Linked DNA regions of Drosophila melanogaster: region 2 is linked to region 1. A link is a contact called in public Hi-C data. All regions are on one chromosome and are shown on one strand. The core of a region is the stretch at or near the end of the contact, and the rest is flanking DNA. Distances in the headings are between cores, read along the strand shown. Region 1 overlaps cic (capicua). Region 2 overlaps Gfrl (Glial cell line-derived neurotrophic family receptor-like).

What was found. A called contact is a pair of places that touch in the nucleus more often than the background predicts.
Region 2: a Hi-C map of the Kc167 cell line shows a contact between it and region 1, with 4 times the contacts expected there. The contact joins two enhancer-like sites. A contact is called at or near these places in 3 of 107 Hi-C or Micro-C datasets (the Kc167 cell line and the S2 cell line).

The regions. Positions count from the first base shown.
Region 1 is chr3R:20,285,048-20,288,747 of dm6, reverse strand. It overlaps cic (capicua), which reads right to left. Exons shown (of 18, transcript NM_001275826.1): 2 at 1-799. The coding sequence starts at 667. Among named protein-coding and RNA genes, the nearest start is that of CG4367, 18 kb to the left of the region's middle. Within about 2 kb of position 1,722, at least 28 of the 39 cell types and tissues checked have an H3K27ac peak or open chromatin away from gene starts, as enhancers often do. A contact at or near this core is called in the Kc167 cell line and the S2 cell line, where this site is marked.
Region 2 is chr3R:20,462,555-20,466,254 of dm6, reverse strand. Gfrl (Glial cell line-derived neurotrophic family receptor-like) reads left to right here. Exons shown (of 21, transcript NM_001300495.1): 3 at 1,145-1,248. The coding sequence starts at 1,206. Among named protein-coding and RNA genes, the nearest start is that of Gfrl, 20 kb to the left of the region's middle. Within about 2 kb of position 1,879, at least 30 of the 39 cell types and tissues checked have an H3K27ac peak or open chromatin away from gene starts, as enhancers often do. A contact at or near this core is called in the Kc167 cell line and the S2 cell line, where this site is marked.

The sequences.
Region 1 (3,700 bases), core at 473-2,972:
TGTAAGTACTACCGCTGGCATGTTGCGGGGATGCAATGATAATACGTTGCTGCTGCTGCTGCTTGATATCGCTGCTGCTGTGACTGCTGTTGTTGCTGCTGCTGCTGTTGCTACTGTTGTTGCCGGCGCCTGCACCGCAACTCACGATCATGCGATGCTGCTGATTGCCGTTGGCCAGGCCATCGCCGTTCCCAGTTGTTTCGGCGGGTTTCTGCTGCTTCTGCAGACTCACTTGCTGCTGCTGCTGCTGCTGGGGATGCTGCTCGGTCTTGTCCAGCTCGGCTGGATCGAACTTTCGCTTCTTGGGATGCTGCCGCGGCTGAGGTGGTTGCTGTTGCTGAGGTGTGCTGCAGGTTGCTGCAGTTGCGGTTGTTGTCTGTAGGTGCGGCTGGAACAGCACATGTTGTTGCTGCTGCTGCTGTTGTTGGTGTTGCTGGTGCTGCTGCGTTGCTGTTGACTCGGCGGCTGCTGTTGTTGTTGCTGTTGGTATACCGGCGATCGTTGCTCCCGTTGCTGGTATCACCATTTTGTTGGCGGCAACAACAAATACTTGTTGCTGCTGCTGTTGCTGCTGTTTGTTTGTTATGACATAAGTCTCGGCTGCGGCAATCGCGACTGCTGCTGCTCCATGTGTTGCTGTTGCAGTTGCATTGGCAGCGCTGAGCATCGTAGCTGTGGCAGCAACATGTGTGTGGCTTGTTCTCGGGGGGAGGAGTGGGTGCAGCAGATGATGATTTTCCTTCGGCTTCCTTGGATTGGTGTTGCTACTGCAACGGCGGTGACATCAGCAGCATCCTTCCTGCAATCGAAGCGAAAGGCGAGAAAATTTGTTAATTGGGTTGACAACAGAAAACCATTAAAATCAACGACGCCGTTGTCGATGTCATTTCATAATTAGTGTAATCCGCATCCGGACAACCCTGACATCCTGCCCACGATCCACAGGACTCGCAGAAACTCTGGCGCCCGACGTCGGGCCATAAAATTCAATCTCGTCCGACTAGGGGTCTCTCTCTCATTCCTTCTGAGGGTGTCTGTCTGTGTGTGAATTTGCGACAACGACAACGGAAACATTTTAATTTGCACAGACGTCCAGTGGTCTGGGCTGGCTTGTGGGCGGTGGGCGTGGCTGCAGCCGGCATTTAAAAAAAAGAATGAAAATGAATATAAATGACACTTGAAACATTTTATGCCAAAGCCGCACAGACTGACGGACGTACAGTTGCACAAAAAGTCAAAATCATCCGGCAACCACAAATACACCCGCACACAGAGAGCGGAGCAATTGTAGGTCCACTTGCAACAGCCTCGAGTTTTTCAAACGGGGGCGAAAATATGGTGTATGCCAGGTTACACAACCACATGGCAATGAATATTTCCGAAGAAACTTCATCACCTCATTACGATTCATGCAGTAGCTTGTACGGTTTATTGGCTATTATTATGCATTCCTAGTGATTCTGTCCTAGTTTCCATCATTATAACGTGTTGTTACACTTTAGATGGGATTATGTTTGATGTAACCCCAATTTCTATACTAAGTGAGGAAACAGCATTTTAATATGAAAATCAAGTAAAATATAATGTAAGAAGTTTAAAATGCCATATATTAATCTGCCAACTAATAGAACTTATTATCCATCTCGTTCACCAATTAATTTCACCCAATTCATCAGACGAAGCGGCTCACAAAAGTGTTGCATACTTCTGGGCATGATACGTATACGACCGTTAGGCAGAGTTGCCACATCTCGGTGGCAGCGACTGCAAATACGGCTTATCGCAGCAGGAGCAACTCCTCCAATGCCATTTCCATTTTCAATTTGATCCCCGTCGTCTGCCATCCACAATCCGCATCCATCTACATCGCCCCATCTGTAGCCCTGACTTAGGTCGGTTGTGTGTAGGCGTAATTGCGGGAAATGACTGCCACGCCCATTGTGGGCGAGCTCTTAAACCCATACACACGTACTATGCGATACCACACCACCAATGCAGGCGCACACGAATACAGTGGGAACGAAGCTAAATTGAAGCTACGTAGCAACCAGGAATGAATATAGAAATGAAGGGAAAAAATGAAAAACCTGCAGCCTTGGCCATATTGTTGTTGCAGTCAGCAGTTGTTGCTGATGCGCGGGACAAGTGCAATGATTGCTTTATTTTCCCTTTTCCCCTCCCCTTCCCTTCACACAACCAATTTTTTCCAGCTCGCTTTTCACAACTTTGCTTTTCATTACTGCGGCCAGGGCTTTCGCGCTTTCGGTTGCTAGGCTGCCACCAGCGACTTGCAATTGTTAGGAAAAATCCACAAGGGCGGCGTTGCAGAAGCGAGAAGAAGTCGCTCAAAGGTGGCAGACACGGTGTCTGGTACAGTTGTTGGGGCAAGCGTGGAAAGTGCCAGCACACACTGCGAAAAAACAGCGAAATGTTAGGCGGGAAAACGTGCTGGAAGGGCACTACTTATGTCAACACTTCTTAAATAGAGAAATACTACGAAAGTAATCCCATTCTTTGCAAGAAATAATGATTGAAGGTGATAAGTTTTTATATTTCAATACCCTCCTAAATTTCTTTCAGTGCCATTGACGGATTTTTGAGGAATCAAGAAAATTCTGCGTCAGAACGGCAGTAAGCTGAATATGGTGCCTCAGATGACGACTGAGCCTCAGGATCAGGCTAAAAACTCGACTCGCGATTAGTTGGACACATGCTTACATGCACACACCATTACGCCGTCAGCATGCTCCCCCCCTTCCATAAGCCACACCCCCCCCCCCACACACACACACACACACACTCTCACAGCCGCACAACACAGTGGCAAGCTTATGCACATATTTATAAAGCTTTTATGTAAATAACTGCATATCTTCTATATTTGTTCATGCGTTGCAGCACAGGGCGTGTGTGGGTGTGTTCTGGGTGCTTTTGTGTGTGTGCTCAGTCACAGAAAACGACATCAAGGGGTGGGTAAGGGGGTCAGCTTGCTACCGATGCGTGCCTAAGTAAATCTAACCATATCCAGCGCTCTTAACTTTATTTTGATGGCTGCGAGTCCGGATCTTGTGTGCACTTTACAGCTTCCAACAGCCATTAAAATAGAAAAGTGATACTAAATTTTACGATGAACTAACGAGCATACTCCCGATCCTCAAAACATTAGTTCACTAGATCACTTCTTACAACAGTTGGTATTGGAATAATTATACGGTTTTTCGTTACGTACTACTTTATTGGCATAATAATGTTACAATGCTCATTTGAGCATCTCAATCTTAATACCCCATCAAAGTCTAATTCCATTGGTCCAAATAAATTGCTTTAGTAATACCTTTGAAAGCCTTCAGGTAAATAAACAATTATTATCCCTCATTGATGATTAACTTAGCTGTGAACGTTCATCTGTTCAATTGCCAGACAATGGGATTTCCTTGCAATTTAACTGGCATAAAATCCAAAACCTTGCAATGCAATTGTGTGCATTATTACAGTTATCTGTTTATTGTAGTCCCCCCATTGCCAAAATTTCAGCAATTTTGTTTGTCATTTGTGTTTTAGAGTGTGTGTGTGTTGGGTTGTTTCGTGTGTAAATGTGCAAGTGTGAGTGTGAGTGTGACTGTTTCAATCGCCATCATTTCCATCTGCATTGTCTTTATTGTTGCCATTGTTGCTTTTTATGATGTGGTTCAGCAACTGC
Region 2 (3,700 bases), core at 630-3,129, 180 kb before region 1:
GGGCTCCAAATTAAAACCACCTCTCCTGATGGCGGGCTGCGTTACAAATGAATATTAATTATGGATGGCATGCTAATTCCGTGAATCCATTAATCACAATTATAATTTATGCTGTTGGCTTTCACCTTTTTTACGTGTTATAATTTTCACATTTTTATCGAACAACTTCTACACTGGCACTTGGCTGCCCATTTGGCTCATTAACATTCGCACGGATAATAGAAATTTAAGTTGTAAAATCAATAAAGTGCCACATTAATTATTACAACAACAAAAATAATGGCAAGGACAATGCAATCACGCGACGCTAATAAATCCCTGGGGTTATGTACAAATCTGGGAATAATTAATGTGTGAACTCGAAATGGCATTCGTAATGACCCATACCATAATGGATATTATAATTGCATAGGGCGGTTGAGATTGTCACACTCGCATTAGCATTAGGCTTTGCCAAAAGGTTGCATAATCGCAGATTATAAATACAAAAATTGAATGAAATTATGTAAATTGTGGAAGTCACAAGAATTTAAGGAAATACATTGAATTCGAATTAGTCCTTGGATACATTTAGCCTTACTTACTCTTATGTTGAAGTGTTGAATGCAGCAAAAGGATTTTCATGTTTGGTTACTAAGATCCAATAAAATATACTATAATACAGTAGTTAAAAATTTTCTCCTTCAAAGTTAACCATGTATATTTATAATCTTATCTCATTCACCTTCGGCAAATTGAACTTATAAAAACCAACAGAAGCTGTTTTTAAGCAACATCATAATTTTATTTATGCTAGAGTAGCTTGACAAATGAATTTTAAGCACTTCCGGCTGACTTTGGGCCCAATCAAAATATGCATAATTTGCATTTCGCAATTTACATTTGCATTTGCGAAGATGCAGCCGGCCACTTTTATGCTTGACACTGGCAGCATAATTGTTCAGTTTACATTTCGTATTTATTATTTGATTTTCTGCCATTTCATTATCCTCTCGAACGGCGCTTTCAGCTCGTTGAAAATAGTGAAATTGTAAATATTTTTCCGTGTCACCGTTTACTTTATTTTCCTTTGGCAATTATTCAGCTGTTCGCTTCAATTTCAATAATTAATTGAACAAATTGTACTTCTCTCTCTCGATTTCAGCTGAACAGTAGACAACGTCCGCTGATATCTGGATTCCATTTGTACTACAACCAATGACAACATGCTGAAACCATTCGCCGTGATTATCGGAATTTTTTATTTAGGTGAGTCCTTTCGAAAGTCCTATCTTCCACTTTCAGGCGTTCGGTCGTTCAGCGCGTATTATTAATTGCAATCGTTAAATGGAATTTCGACATGCGAAATATGCGGGCGAGCGAAAGTTAATTAATCACATTTGCCGCTAAACGATTTGTGTTCAAAGAGTTTTTGCTCATTAAGTCGATTCGAGAGCTAAATACATTTCTGAAGGATTCAACGTATTTTATGCTAACGAAAAAAATATTTTAAAATCAGTTGTCGTTTATTCAGTAATCATCTTATTTGTATTTGTACGTGTGGTGAAAGTGTTACAGTTTGGGAGGCACTAATATTCAAACTTTGTGGCTTTGAAACAGGATATTTAAACACCGCACTGCTTAGTATAAACGAACTTTTCAAGGCAGTGTAAAAAAGCTTCCGCCAGGGTCCCTTAAAGAGCTTTCAACCGCTTATTGCAAAGAGCTTTGATAGTAGTAAAGTAAAAAGCTTCAAGCTTGTTTGTGACTATTCTTAAAAGCTAATATAGCTTATGTTTAGCCGATTCATGAACCTTTTGCATTCCTAGAAATCAGGGTGGCAGCGTCCGACATCCTTGTATGTTATGATGGCAGCGCAGGACATCCTTTGCATTTGGGATGGCAGCGCTGACCATCCTTATATACCAAGGTGGCAGTGCCCGCGATCCTTAGAAATCAGTATGGCATCTTAGAAAATACCGAAAAAATATCGGAGACTGCCGCGAAGATACGTTATTTTCAAATGTTATTATCGACTTAGGATACTAAATATAGCAGACATAGACAAATTCCAAGAAATTATAACGCCACTAAAGATTCCTTACTAAAAGCTGACAACTGCATCGTGATTTAAGTGCGACCTCTGGCCGATGTTGTGAAATCAATCTATTAAATGTCCGTGAATTCTTAGAACGCTTATCAACGAAATACCTTTATAGCATAACTTTAATCGCCCTTCAATCGCCAGACTTTTGCGATTAGAATGCCTGAATGGCTGTGGTAAAAACCAACACATAACGGCAAACTATAATTATGTTTATCTTAATTATATTGCGTGACGCAAGTTTCTTATTAACCGGCAACAAAGTCACAAAGTCAGCAACAATTTACCATGTTTATGGGCGGCGGGGCCAAAGCCCCAAGGAATTATTATTACATGCAAGTGGGCCCTGGGCCCACCCACAGCCTTTGGAGTCGCGTGAGCAATCAGAGCACAGGTGGGCAAATCACCAGAAAGCCAGAAAGTGGCCAAGCCAAGTGGTCACTGCCGAGTGGCGCCTTTGTTCACCTGCTCCTTGTGGAGCACACAGCACTTTATTTGCATATAAAACGTGTGACGATGAGAGCTGGGGCAAACGCGTTTCTAATGGAGCCACAACAACTGGCACGGGGCTGGCTGTTCTTGATTTCTTGCGCCTTGCAGCGCAGAAAAGTATGCTAAGAAATTAAGCACATTGGTCATTTTCATTTGCGTGCCAGCGAGCTGTTTTGGGGCCACGCGGCGTATGCGCAATGCCAAGAAAATGCCTCGACTCCAGCGACACACGCAAAAAAACAAAAACTGCAGGTCATTACCTTGATTTGTGGCGACTTTTGAGAGCCACCCACACAGTTTCCAGCAGGAGCCATACGAATTTCGCACTTAACTTTCAGCGGGCCTCATCATTTATGCTAATCAAAGGCATTCTAAAACCGCTCGTCGATAGTTCAAGTGTCCTGCTATAAATCAAAATAATTAAGTCGCCTTAGACTGACTTGAGTCGCAATGCGGCGGGGTCCACAAAGTGACTGGCATTAACCAAAACTCCCAAGTGGGGCTCTAATAAGCTTGAGACAGCGCTAATTTTACCCTCATTAAACAAGCTGACATGCCAGGCCCAGGGCCGCATCACAACCAGGACCAGATTGGTGGCTCACAGGACGCCACGATGCCAGCTAACGGTTTAGAGAGCTCAATAAACTCAAAGGGCTGGTCGACGTCCTTCGTTCCTTTTCCATCCTTCCGCCTGATGCCTTCCTCAGCCCACAAATTTCCCCCCTTTAACCCCTTCGATTGCCATGCCAGCTAGCGTCGCCATTTTGGCAGTCATTAACGGCAAACTGCTATATCATTTAATAACCCAAAAGTGAGCTGGTTAAATGCCGAGCGATGCGATGGGGCTCTTTGGCCCAAATACTCCCCCCCAAAAGGGCACACAGACACTCAGACACTCAGACAACAGCTTGGGCTGGCAAGAAAAAAGCCAGAGTGGCACAGAACATGCCACACTTATTTTTATAGATTTCATTTTAACACCGAAAAAGGCAACGCATGGAAACTTAACCGATGCCGTTCCAGACCCTCAGACCCCTCCCCAACCCCTGCCACACTCGCTCTATTCGCTTGGCAGGCCCGAGACTACATAAAATTGGCAAGGCGTCAAAACGGGCGGCAGCCACG